Linked DNA regions of Sus scrofa: all the other regions are linked to region 1. The links are chromatin contacts, called in public Hi-C, HiChIP or PLAC-seq and promoter capture Hi-C maps. All regions are on one chromosome and are shown on one strand. The core of a region is the stretch at or near the end of the contact, and the rest is flanking DNA. Distances in the headings are between cores, read along the strand shown. Region 1 holds the start of BMI1 (BMI1 proto-oncogene, polycomb ring finger). Region 2 holds the start of SKIDA1 (SKI/DACH domain-containing protein 1). Region 3 has its middle 23 kb from the start of SKIDA1. Region 4 holds the start of OTUD1 (OTU domain-containing protein 1).

Region 1 (2,971 bases), core at 297-2,796:
AGTTAAAGATCTGCCCGGGTCTAGAGAAAGACCAGGAACGCCTTGCCATCCGCCGAACCACCATTTGTGCGAGCTGGATGTATTCCTTTTCAAGAGAATAAATTTTTTCTTTTTGATTTCTGTCACTCAACAATTTTGACACTACTTTTTTTTTTACATGTGTGAAAGGGTTGAGAGGGACATTCTGCCTAAGTATATGAATCGTCTTTAGTATTATTCGTACATTGATCCCACTTGATTTTTTCAAGTCTTACAAGAGGAAGCAGACAGTATTACATTTTGAATAAATAAGTTGTTCCCACAAAAAGAGTGGTGAGAGTTTGGATTTGAGTTTGTTAATTATTACTCTGAGGACATAGACACGACTGGCGTTAACTTTTAACGATCGCCTTTTCTCAGGATCTAAGTTAAACACAGTGGGAAAGGATGCGATCTCCGGGGGCGGCTTTGCTTCAAGACCCCAGCTTCGGGACGTGGGGAGCAGGCGCGGTCGCCCCGCGGCGGGAGCCGGCCGATCCCGTTACCTGCGCCCGAGGGTTCGCCCGAAGCCCGACCCTCGCACGCGGAGCTCCGGAGGCCCGACCCGGCCGGTCCCGCGCCGAGCCCCTGCCCGGAGCGAGCGGCTGCCCGCGCGCGCCCCGCCTCGGCCACTGGCGGGCGGGGAAGGGGGCCGGCGCGGCCGCGGGAAGACTGGGGCGGGCGCTGTTGTTTCCGCGAGCCCAACTCAGGCGCAGGTTCCGCGCCGCCGGATTCTGGGCCGCAGCCCGTGGGGCCGGTGGGGCCAGGCGGGGGGCGGCGGCTCGGCGGGAGCCCGGGGACGTGTGCGCCGCGGGCGGAGGCGGGCGGCGAAAGAAAGAAATAACGGGGGGTGGGGTGGGCTGAGCTGCGTGCGGGGCCGGAGCGATGCCCGCGCCGAGAGCTGGGTGGCGCGGGTGGCGCTGTGGAGAAATGTCTCCGCAGCCAGCGCCGCCGCGCCGAGCGAGGGGGAGGGGGCCGGGTAGCGCTGCTCCGAGGGGAGGGGGCGGCCGCGGGCCCGACTACACCGACACTAATTCCCAGGCCGCCCTTAAGGAATGAGGGGAGCACGTGACCCGGAGGGGGGGCGGCGGGGGGAGGGGGCGGGCGGACTCTGAGCCATTTTGGAGCCGGTGTCAGTTTCCACTCTGCCTTCAGCAGTGCTTTTTTTTTTTTCCACCATCCCCTCCCCCCTCCTCATCCTTCCTCCCCTCCCCCCCGCCGCTCCGCACGCACACACACGGCGCCCCCCCACCCGCCCTCCTCCCCCCACGGCAACTATGAAATAATAATCGTAGTATTAAAGGCAGAGATCGGGGCGAGACAATGGGGATGGTGGTGAGGGAGCCCCGATCCGGATTAGAAACACCTCCCAGCCCCGCAGAATAATACTGATCGCGCCCCCTCCGCGCGCTCCCTCCCCCGAGTGAGGAGCGGGAGGAGGCGGCGGCGGCCGAGGAGGAGGAGGAGGAGGCCCAGGAGGAGGAGGCGTTGGAGGCCGAGGAGGAGGAGGAGGAGGAGGCCGCGGAGGAGGAGGAGGCCGAGGCGGAGGAGGAGGAGGAGGAGGCCGGGCTCGGGAGGCAGCATGAGCCGAGCGCGGCGGCCGCCGCTCCTCTCGGCTGCGCTCGTTGCCCATTGACAGCGGCGTCTGCAGCTCGCTTCAAGATGGCCGCTTGGCTCACATTCATTTTCTGCTGAACGACTTTTAACTTTCATTGTCTTTTCCGCCCGCTTCGATCGTCTCTCGCCGGCTGCTTTTTCCGGGTACGTAGGAGGCTAGGCGCCTCCGGGACGGGGCCTGGGGGCGGCGGGGGCCGTGCGGGGCTCGGGCCGGCCGCGGGTGGACCGGGAGCGGCCCCCCCGCGTCTCGCCCGCGCCGGCCGGGAGGGCGCTGACAGCGTGGGCGCCGAGCCCCGCGCCGCCGCCCGCCGGCCCCGCGCGCCGCCCGCGCCCGCGAGCGCGCGCCCGCCGCCGCCCGCCGACTCCCGCGGCGCCGGGACCGACCCGCAGCCCGCGCCGCGCCGCCGCCGCCAGCCGGCCTCGGCGCCGCTCCAGCCGCCGCCCGCTCCAGCCCGGACGCGCCGCGCGCGGCCCCACGTTTTAGTTCCTTTCTCCCCCGAGCGCCCCTCTACACCCTCGCGACGCACATGGCCCCCGAGAAGAACACTTCTATTTGCAGCCTCTGCGGCTCTCCCGGCCACGGCGCCCTTTGTTGAGAGGTAGATTTTGATGAAACGGGGACGGGTGCCTGAAATCGGGAGCTGCTTGGGTCAAGTGGCTTCCCTCCTCTCCCGAAGAAAGGGCTTTGGAGGGGTTTTAACAGCCAGAGAACGCCCCCATTTTATAGGGACGGGTTGCGTGGGGGGCAGCGATCCCGCTAAGGTGGATGTTAGACTGGAGAGAGCCCGAACAAAAATGTTATTAACTTAAGTTGGAGGGACACTTGTGTGAAATTAGATGGCTTGTAAGATGGCGGTTCCCAGTTGTTTCCTAGGTCTCCTGCATTTGTGTTTAAAATGGTAAAGTTTTCAAGGTGTTATTTGTTGGGAGTCTCGGATAAGTCCTCCAAACACTACTTGGGACGTGCTCACTGGGAAGTGGGCATTTCAAATTTGGAGCTTTTTTTGGAGTGATGATGGTGAGTGGACGTTAGTCTTGCAAGAGGTTTCCTCTCTTTCTTTCTTTTTTCTTTTTTTCCCCCCTCTCAAAGACTATAGTTTTTCTTTCAACCTCTAGTATGGGATGCACCCAGAACCATTACTTAAGTCCACAACGTTTCATAGGTTTTGCTAAATGTCAGCATGGGTCATGTGGTGAAGAGATGCTTTGGAAAATGAGCACTAAAAAGTTGATGGCATATGTTTACGCAGTCTTTGGGGTTTGACAGCGATATAGCATGATCTTTTTCCCAGAGATTTACAGTTAATAATTGGAAGTAAACAAGTAGAGAGACTTT
Region 2 (3,322 bases), core at 821-3,320, 730 kb before region 1:
CAGTGGTGCTTTTTCACTTTCAGATGATCCATGCGCTTGTGCACGGTCGTCCTCGGGATGTTTTTCAGCAGATCCGTGAAGACTTGGGAGAGGGCAAACATTTGCTTTCCTTTAATGATGAGGTAGCCGAGCCTCACGCCATCCACCTCTTCAAAACCTGACTTCAGGTCTCCCATCTCGGGCACTAAGCGATCCCCACCATTTGCAGTAAATATATACGTGACGCATACATACACATGTATGTATGGTAATCCTCCACCAGATGCTGCGTGTGTCTCAAGGCATCCTGCTAATAAAATAACAAAGACTGTTATTCCCGGCGAAGGGAGTGCCAAACTCTTGGCGAAATTATTGGGGAAAAAAAAACATGAAATTACACTGACTTGATTCTTGCTTTTTTTTTGGTTTTCGTTTTTTTAAAAAAGAGGGAAAAAACCATCCGGTTTCTGATCTGCCAGTGTGTTGGTCTAAGTCCCCGATGCAGATCAGTACCTGGGCCCCTCTATTCCTTCCTTCTCCATTGGAGCACTATGATAATGGAATGTGAAGGGAGAAAGAGAAAAGAAATGCAGCTGCTATTCCCGCCGCTGCTTTAGCTACAAATAAAATGACAGAGTGAAGTGAGCTCGTCCGGAGACACCTTCATCAATTAATTCCCCTAAAGCCAGCGCTGATTGGACACTCCTGACAGGTGATGCAATAAAAATTGATATTCCACCCCTTCCCCCCAAAATCTCCCACTAATTAGCATACCCTTATACTGCCACCTCCCCTCCCAAAGTAAATAATACAGTCGGTATATAAATCTTTCCATTAAACTATCGAAGCTCAGAAACAGCCTGACTCACAGACTTCATCAGAAGCAGTGTGTGTACGCTTTAAAAAAAAAAAAAAAAAAAAAAAAAAAAAACCTGTATATTCGCCTTTAAAGGAATATTGCCTATTTTTTGCTTTATTTGCATTTTACCGCTATAGCTATTATCATCTCAAAGAAAAGCATTTTTAAGACATTATCAAGCCTAAATAGATACACCCCTCCCCCTTTTCCTTTGGAAAATGAAGCTTAAGCGTAAACGTGCAGAATAGCTTGGTATTTCCCTTTTGGGAGTGGGGAAGGAGCCTGACTGGGAACTCCAAAGTTAAATCCGCGCGGTGAACCACCCCAGTACAGACTTACGTTTTGAATTTCTCTCGATTTTCCTTTTTTTTCCACCCCTGAAATGCCTTTTTACACAGAAACAAAGTTATTTGACCAAGGAAGCAGTTCAAGGCTCCAGCTCCGAAACACTGTAACAATTCAACTGGATTTTGGTGCTCTGCTGGGGGGTGGGCTGGGGAGGAGGTAGTTTCACGTCAGACCCATAACAAAGCATAGATAAGCCAGAAATGTGTACACTTTTCACAATTAACCAGGCTGGATCGGAGGCGGGATCTTCCTAGAGTCCCCAGCAGAGCCTTTGCCAGGGTCCTGTTCACCACAGGTCAGAATTCCATGGAAGGGACTGCTTCTGTAGCAAAGAAAAGAAAATGTAAACCGCCCAAGGTGCTTCCAGAGGTTTTACGTAATAAAGATGAAAAGAAAGTGCTGATGTACGATGCAGACTATTTCAGTGGTCTAGGATGCTTTTGGTTGGTAGTTTAAATGAATCTTCCACAACTCCCATTTTTTCCATGAAAGCCAAGCATCTGCTTTAAAAAAAAAAATCACTTTGGATGAATACCAATATTGTTTAACCTCTTCTTAGTCAAATTAAGGCATATTTTGGTGTCATTTTCAAGGATATCCAAAATATTGCCAAATGAGAGCAAAGGTCTTCCCAGTCGCATTACCACGATCCCAAGGCGGTTTGTTGGCTGCTTTGCAAAATTCGGCAAAATCTTCTTAACTGCTCGGTGTTTGCAACTACAGCACAAATACAACCCAGGCATTTATATATTTCCTTGCTCTTCCAAAAATAGAGACATCCGTGTGGTTAAAAGAATAAACGGATATTTCTGACCCTGCAAGAAAAAAATTGTACAGTAATTTCTTCCTTCACATTCAAAAGTTCCAGCTTCCCCTGCTCTGGCTAGCATAAGCAGGTATGGCGAGAGAGAGAGAGAGAGAGAGAGAGAGAGAGAGAGAGAGAGAGAGAGAGAGAGATTAAAAACCGAGGAATCAGACATACAAAAAGGTAGTTTGCATGAAATCTCAGCCATAGTTCCCTACCCCCACCCTCGTCTTCCATGTAATTTCCCAGGAATTTTGAAGAGAATTGGGAATTTCAAGAAGTGCATCCGGAAATTAAGGAAGTCTATTTAAGAGCGTCTGTAACTCAGAGGTTGGGATTTGAAAAGTCAGCCCTGGACTACTGTTGCACTCCGCACAGATGTAATCGCCGCTCTTCAACTTAATCAATGTGTGTACAAACCGCGATGTCTAGTTCTTGCCTTTGAAATCTAAGGCTAGCATTTCCATCCAAGAAATCAGAGCTACAGCAAATTACATTTTTGTCCCTTGAATGAGAGAAGGATCATTGAATGGATCTCGTGATATTTCAGGCTTTAAACGTAACCGAGAGGCAGCAATGAACAATGCCTCGTCACAGCTAATACCATCCACCGAGTTGGCTTTCTTTTGCATCTGGATCTATCACACCGCGTTTTTCTCTTTCACTTTCACAGGAGGCAAAATGCAAAAGGTTTTGGCAGAATGCAAAGTTTCCAGGAAAAGCAGATGCTGGTGTTTGCTTTTTAAAGTAGAATGACCAGTGTCTTTCTATTGCCAATGACAATAATGTTTTAAAATTCCTCCTGATGCACTTTTATGCTGCCAGCCCTCTTCCTCCCACCCCACCCCATAGTCGTCCAATTCCCCTCCCCCAGCTTTAAGATTTCCACCAAACAGCCAAGAAATAGTAAACTCAGAAAACGCTTTGAGAAGATATTACAAAAGGTTGGCTAGAACGTCTCTTTTTTTTTTTCCCCCCCTTTGGGCCAGGTAGTTCTAGTTGTTCTTGATTCCTATTTAGAATTACACACACACACACACACACACACACACACACACACACTCCTATTCCTCCTGCACAAGACAACATTATTTAGTAGCTATTTCAAAAATCACCTTTTCCTCTCCTTCCTCCCCTTCCACCTTTAAAATACCGGCAATATGGGTGATTCTTAAAACTAGTAGAATATTAAGATTTAAAAAAAAACAACTAAAGTTATAATCTGTTGGATCAAATAGAGAAAAATAAAGGCCAAGAGATTTGAGAACTGGGTCTGTGTATACAATTTATACGAGTATCTTTGTATGTGCACTCAGATACCTTCACACTTA
Region 3 (3,056 bases), core at 450-2,949, 760 kb before region 1:
CACTGTGCCCATAAACTTCCCTCCCGCGGCCTTCGCTGCCTCCCCTCCCCCCCACCCCCGCCCTACCGGCTCTGGGACCCAACTTGGAGACTCCGGATCCTGGGTGTGCAGGAATCCTGGGACAACCCCAGGGGGGACCCTCTCCAGGGCATGGAAGGAAGAGCGGAGGAAAGGAATTTATTGCAGATGGCACCGGAACCAGAGTTGGCTTGTTTGTGCCCCGCTCGGGGCTCGTAGGTTTTCCCCAAGAATCTCGAGTTCGCTGAGGTTACTTATACCCGAGAAACGATGAGTTTACACGCACAGGCACGTTTAGTTAAAAAAAAAGAAAGAAAATCTGCTCTTCGATACTCTACAGGTTCCTTGCTTTCACCAAATAAACAAAGCATCGGAGCCAGAGTAAGCTGAACCTGGAGATAAAGAAGGAGGGGTTTCCTACGGGGCCCCAGCGCCTTTCCGTCCCCTTGCACCCGCACCTTCCCAAGAGTCTGCAAGTTGTGGGCGTCAAATGCTATTCCCGTACCGGCCAGTCTCATCCTGAACATTTGGAGTAGAAAGACCCATGGACAAGTCAACAACCCTTGGCGACCCTTTCCCGCTGGCCTTCTGCTTTTAATAAACGAAAATAAAAGTTTGCTCTTCAGTTAAAGAAACGCTGTTTTGGTCTTTACGCCCGGACGCGTGACTTACGCATCCTTTTATACCAGCAGGGAGTTATCAATTGTGGTTGTCGAAATCGATACCGGGGCATCCACGGACGAAGACCTGCAGGTAGTGAGACCAAGGGATCAGGGAAAGAGTAGCAGGAACCAGCAGACTCCGACAGTTCGGGGTGGCCAGGCCAGCTTCTCGCGCGAGGCTTGCGGCGGGTGGAAGCACTGCTGCGGAAGAGCCGAACGCGCGGGTGGGAAACGAGGCCGGTTCCACCTTAAGAGCCGGTGCGGCGCGGCGGCTGCGGAGGCGCACGGCACCTGCAGGAGGCGCTGCTGCCCCGCTGTTCCGTCCGCGTCGCGGTGCGCCGCCGGCCTTGCAGCTCCCGGGCCGCAGTCCCCGGAGGGGGTGGGGACGCTGGGGGAGGAAGGGAGCGAGTGCAGCCGTTAGGTAAGGAACCCGAGCCCTCCGGATTTTGAAGCGGCCTCGGTGAGGCGTTTGCTGTAGGGAGCTTTCCGTCATTCGGCCGCGAGAGGAAATGTGGCGAGGCACCCTCCCCTGCCCCCACCGCCTGCCTTCCTGCCTCCCTCCACCTCTGCTCCCCGACCCCGACCGTGCTTCCCAGACCCTTTGTTCTCGAGGTTGGAAGCTGCTGGGTGGGGGTTCCCCGGGGAAGAGGGGCCCTTGCGCCACTCGGATGGGAAGGGAAGGGACTCTCGCCTCGCCCCCCACCCCGCCCTCTTAAGCCGAGCCCGCCTGGCCCCACAGCCTCTTCTCCGCGTCTCAGTGCCTCCTTTCCGACCCTGATTCCCCCAGCTCCGGCTCCCAGGCCTTCGCCTTCTGTTTACCCGCCTCCCCTCCCACTTCTCGCCACTCCGAGGTCTCCGGGACGAGGGTGGGAGAGGCAGACGGGAGGGGTGGGAGAAACCGTGTCGCCTCCGCAGCGCGGAGAACCCCCAGGGATCCTTTCAGGATGTGTCCCCTAGGACCCGCCGCAGGGGCAGGGGTTTCCCCGCGTCGCCGCTGGGCGGAGGCTTGACCCAGCCGGGAGGCCGCCCGGCGGCGCCCCCACCGCGCAGCCGGGGACCCACGGGCACAGAACCTATCCCGCCGACGCAGCCAAGAGAGGGCCCCGCGCGGCTCGGCCTCACGGTCCGGACCCCTGCCCCCAGGTGGAGAGAAGGGGACACCGTACTTCGCGCCGAGGGGAGGCGAATTGCAAACAAACGCCCCCTGCTTCCCCCACCCACCCTCTGGGGCGCCACCCGCATCGCCTCTCCGCCGCGCGCGACCCCGAGAGCTCCCGCGATTGTGTCTCCTTGAGTAGTTACAATTGCACGCCGCTGATTCCTTACTCGGGCGAAGCGTCGCGGAGGGGAGCGAGGGCACAGGGATGCGGGGGGAGGGGAGAAGCCGGGCGGGAAAGTGAGCGAAAAGGTAGGGGGACGTGGCTGGGCGGCAGAGCAGCGAAGGGCCTCCCGGAATCCCGAGTCCGAGCCCAAGAGGCAGGACAGCCCAGCAGGCCGGTTCCCTGGCCCGGCAGCCGCAGCCCAACGACCGAGCCCTCCACGTCCTCAGCTCTGGGGATGCGTCTTCGCAGAGCGCTATCCACGCGCCTCCCACGCTCACGACCCTGGAGGGGGCTCCACGTGAGCCCAGGTACAAAATCGGTGTCCCCTCCCCCCGGAAATTGGACGCAGCCTGGGGCCGTCAGCTCGAGGCTGCCTGGAGTCTCCTCAGGCCTCTCGGAGTGGCCCTGGACCTCACTGGCTGATCGAAAGCTGCGCCAGCAGTTCTCAAGGCAGCGGGTTCCCCGGGACACACCCCGTCTCCACCCCCGAGAGCTGGCGGCCAGCTCGGGATGCCAGGCGGCCAGGCGGGCGCCTTGCCAAATTCCGCGTTCCTCTCCAGGAGACAGGGAGCTGCGTCCCAGGCTCGGGAAAGCCCATAGTTTGGGCTTGGGACTCGCTTGCAAAGCCCCCCCAAGGCGCCTGGGACGCCTCTGCAGGTTGAATTCCTGCTCCGTATCACTTCAATTTTAATTAATCTTTTAAAACACCGCTGTCACGTCGCTTGCAGAAAATTAATCAAACCTGAATCCTTGTTGCATAGCAAGAATTTCGATCTGAGTCTTTTAAAAAGGACTTGACTTTGCAAAGTCACGTCTTTTATAGTTCCCTCATTCCCCCTTTAGCAAGGGAAATATTGCAAAAGTCAAGACATGTTTGTTTGGTTCTTTCTATCTTCAAAATGAAATTTTGCTGATTTTTTATCTTTATTTTTTGTCTTTGAACCAAAAAAAAAAAAAAACCCGAGATAAATTGCCTACCTTTGTTAATTCAAAATATAATTACTTTGAATGATCTTTGTTTAAGAGCCCAGATAAACTAAGATAATCTTAATTT
Region 4 (3,048 bases), core at 6-2,505, 970 kb after region 1:
GGATCAGGAGGCCAGGATGGTAGTTCTGGCTTCTCCACTGTCTTGGGAACGCCTCCTTCATTAGCTAATTCATTCAGTAAATATTAATTAGTTCCAACTATGTGCCAGGCTCTGTGCTAGTGTTGGTTCAATAACTGTAATCGCCGATAAGACGAAGTTTTTCCGTTCGTGGCATCAGCAGAAGCGTGAGGGGAGGCGTATTCCATAGCTTATTTTCCCATCATTAGAATGGTAGAATAGCTTCTTAGGTTCCCTTTGAACGTTTAAGCCCTGTTAGTTTAGCATATGCTCAAAACTCAAAATAGAGCAGAAGCAGTGCTCCCTACTATACAGTCAATACATGATCGAACATTTGAGTGTCATGGCTTTTCTTTACAAACAGGAACAACTAACACCGTTGGGTAGAACTATTTTCAATATTCTATTCAATTTCAGCGTTCTCTGAATGCGTCACTTTGCTGCTGACCTATGGTAGCAGCTGTGCCTAATCAGGCAATTAGTATTTCTAGGTTAGGCATTTGGTATTTCTCTCAGTGTTGTATTTACTTGTTGATATGGGTTAGGGGTGCAGAAAAGTTGGTTTCGGTTTAGCCGGGCAGTAAGGTGCTGGGGAGAAAGGGAAGCGACACGCTACGTTAACAACATAATCTAAGGGAGTAAATGAAAAAGACGGCATTGGTGCCATGAAAGTTTTAGGGCAGCGCTCTTAAGAAACGCAGTCTTCCAAGCATTCTAGACCGCGTCCAGCAGCGCCCAGCCCGCCACGATCTGCTAAAGTAGCGCAGAAAAACGCGGCGCCAAAACGTACGGCTTCAGCGGGTGAGCGGCCAAGAGTCCCTCGACCGCGCTAGGTTCGCAGCCCGGCGCTCTCCCGCCCGCGCGCCCGCCGCTCACGGCCCGCGTTACGGGCCACGCCCATGACGTCGCCGAACGGGGCGGAGCAGGCCCGAGGGGCGTGGCGATCCCGCGCGATTGAATGGGACGCAGCGACGAGCCGCGCATTCCAGCGAGGGCACGTGACGCGGCCGCGCGGTCTGAGGTAAACAACTGCGGCCCCGCCTCCTGGCCCCTCAGCGCGGCCCTCTCTGCTCTTGCCGGCGGGACGCTCTCCAGCGGGGAGGGCGGCTTCCTCCGAGAGTACCCAGCGGCCGCCGCGGGCCGGAGCAGCGGCAGCGGGCGCGGCGCCCCGTGTCTGCGGGCCGAGCGCGCCGGCAGGGGTCGAGCGCGCGTCCCCTCCCCGCCCCCACCGCACGCTGTGGCGCAGCAGGAATTTGGCGGGGACCCGGGCGTTATTTGCGGCTCCTGACGCGCCGGCAGCTCTTCGGTCATTTCTATTCTCGGGGCACTGGGTCACCGCGCTCGGCCGGCCCCCTCCCCCGGGCCCGGAGGGTGTGTCCCCTCACCGGGGCTCGGCGCGCCTATAAGGAGCCGAGCAGCGGGCAGGGACATGCAGCTCTACAGCAGCGTCTGCACCCACTTCCCAGCCGGGGGCCCGGGTCCCACAGCCCCCGCTCCGCCAGCCGCTGCCGCTGCCGCCCCGTTCAAGGTCTCTCTGCAGCCCCCGGGACCCGCCAGCGGCGCGCCAGAGCCCGAGACCGGTGAGTGCCAGTCGGCCGCGGCCGCCGAGCCCCGCGAAGCCGCCGTCGCCGCCCCCGCCTCCAAGATGCCCGCCTTCTCCTCCTGTTTCGAGGTGGTGTCCGGGGCCGCCGCCCCCGCCACGGCCGCCGCTGCCGGGCCTCCCGGCGGGTCCTGCAAGCCGCCGCTGCCGCCACATTACACGTCCACCGCGCAGATCACCGTGCGGGCCCTGGGCGCCGACCGGCTCCTGCTGCGCAGCCCCGAGCCCGGCGCCGCCGCGCCTACCGCCCCGCGCGGCCGCTGCCTCCTCCTGGCCCCGGCGTCCGGCGCCCCGGTCCCGCCACGGCGGGGCTCCTCGGCCTGGCTTCTGGAGGAACTGCTGAGGCCCGACTGCCCCGAGCCCGCCGGCCTGGACGCGGCCCGCGAGGGGCCCGACAGAAACTTCCGACTGAGCGAGCACCGCCAGGCCCTGGCCGCCGCCAAACACCGAGGCCCCGCGCCACCCCCGGGGAGCCCGGAGCCCGGGCCGTGGGCCGAGGAGCGCCCGGCGGAGAGAAGCCTCCGCGGCTGGGACAGGGCCGGCGACCGCGGCGACTCTCCCGGGGCCGACGAGCCGCGGCGGCCCGACCCGGAGGCCCAGGCAACCCCGGCCCGGAGCGGCGAGGCGGCCCCGGGCGGCGCGGCCGAGGCGGTGATCGTCTCCAGGTCGGATCCCCGGGACGAGAAGCTGGCTCTGTACCTGGCGGAGGTGGAGAGGCAGGACAAGTACCTGCGGCAGAGGAACAAGTACCGCTTTCACATCATTCCCGACGGCAACTGCCTCTACCGAGCAGTCAGCAAGGCGGTGTACGGGGACCAGAGCCTGCACCGGGAGCTGCGGGAGCAGACGGTGCACTACATCGCCGACCACCTCGACCACTTCAGCCCCCTGATCGAGGGCGACGTGGGGGAGTTTATCATCGCTGCTGCTCAAGACGGGGCGTGGGCCGGGTACCCTGAACTGCTGGCCATGGGGCAGATGCTGAATGTGAATATACATCTAACTACTGGAGGGAGGCTGGAGAGCCCCACCGTGTCTACCATGATTCACTATTTGGGCCCTGAGGATTCCCTAAGGCCTAGCATTTGGCTCAGTTGGCTCAGTAACGGACATTATGACGCGGTGTTTGATCACTCCTATCCTAATCCGGAGTATGACACTTGGTGCAGGCAGACTCAAGTGCAAAGAAAACGCGATGAAGAACTCGCCAAATCCATGGCCATATCCCTGTCCAAAATGTATATTGAACAAAATGCATGCTCTTGAAGTGTCTGAAAAGCTCCGCCCTGGGAGAATTGCATACCTAGTTTGTGTTTGGAGAATTACATGAACTCTAATCAGGGTAATAGCACTTTTAAAGTTTCTAGTAGATTTACCGTAGGTGTAATGCCTTAATCATTTTTTTGAATGTTTTCTCCTCAGAGCTAAAG

Evidence for each region. Promoter capture Hi-C pulls out the DNA fragments that hold promoters and counts their contacts. A called contact is a pair of places that touch in the nucleus more often than the background predicts. HiChIP or PLAC-seq counts read pairs in DNA pulled down with a chosen protein or histone mark.
Region 2: a Hi-C map of embryonic fibroblasts shows a contact between it and region 1, with 2.3 times the contacts expected there. The contact joins the promoter of SKIDA1 here to the promoter of BMI1 in region 1. A contact is called at or near these places in 3 of 5 promoter capture datasets (fetal liver, fetal skeletal muscle and liver), 15 of 47 Hi-C or Micro-C datasets (alveolar macrophages, embryonic fibroblasts, epiblast stem cells and 9 more) and 2 of 2 datasets of contacts at active chromatin or transcription factors (alveolar macrophages and skeletal muscle).
Region 3: a contact with region 1 is called in an H3K27ac HiChIP or PLAC-seq map of alveolar macrophages. The contact joins the enhancer-like site here to the promoter of BMI1 in region 1. A contact is called at or near these places in 1 of 5 promoter capture datasets (fetal skeletal muscle), 7 of 47 Hi-C or Micro-C datasets (brain, embryonic fibroblasts, fetal heart ventricle and 3 more) and 1 of 2 datasets of contacts at active chromatin or transcription factors (alveolar macrophages).
Region 4: a contact with region 1 is called in a promoter capture Hi-C map of liver, with 4 times the contacts expected there. The contact joins the promoter of OTUD1 here to the promoter of BMI1 in region 1. A contact is called at or near these places in 1 of 5 promoter capture datasets (liver) and 4 of 47 Hi-C or Micro-C datasets (heart right ventricle, liver, mesenteric adipose tissue and 1 more).

The regions. Positions count from the first base shown.
Region 1 is chr10:52,594,729-52,597,699 of Sscrofa11.1, reverse strand. BMI1 (BMI1 proto-oncogene, polycomb ring finger) reads left to right here and starts at 1,546. Exons shown (of 10, transcript NM_001285971.1): 1 at 1,546-1,779. It overlaps COMMD3 (COMM domain-containing protein 3), which reads left to right. Exons shown (of 8, transcript XM_005668159.3): 8 at 1-309.
Region 2 is chr10:53,328,889-53,332,210 of Sscrofa11.1, reverse strand. SKIDA1 (SKI/DACH domain-containing protein 1) reads right to left here and starts at 2,070. Exons shown (of 2, transcript XM_021064948.1): 1 at 1,178-2,070; 2 at 1-289. The coding sequence starts at 176. It overlaps LOC102158457 (a long non-coding RNA gene), which reads left to right and starts at 2,250. Exons shown (of 3, transcript XR_001299330.2): 1 at 2,250-2,399.
Region 3 is chr10:53,351,129-53,354,184 of Sscrofa11.1, reverse strand. No RefSeq gene overlaps it. Among named protein-coding and RNA genes, the nearest start is that of SKIDA1, 23 kb to the right of the region's middle. Within about 2 kb of position 1,699, at least 59 of the 83 cell types and tissues checked have an H3K27ac peak or open chromatin away from gene starts, as enhancers often do. A contact at or near this core is called in alveolar macrophages, brain, fetal skeletal muscle and 2 more, where this site is marked.
Region 4 is chr10:51,619,516-51,622,563 of Sscrofa11.1, reverse strand. OTUD1 (OTU domain-containing protein 1) reads left to right here and starts at 1,255. Exons shown (of 1, transcript XM_021064917.1): 1 at 1,255-3,048. The coding sequence starts at 1,448. The coding sequence ends at 2,884.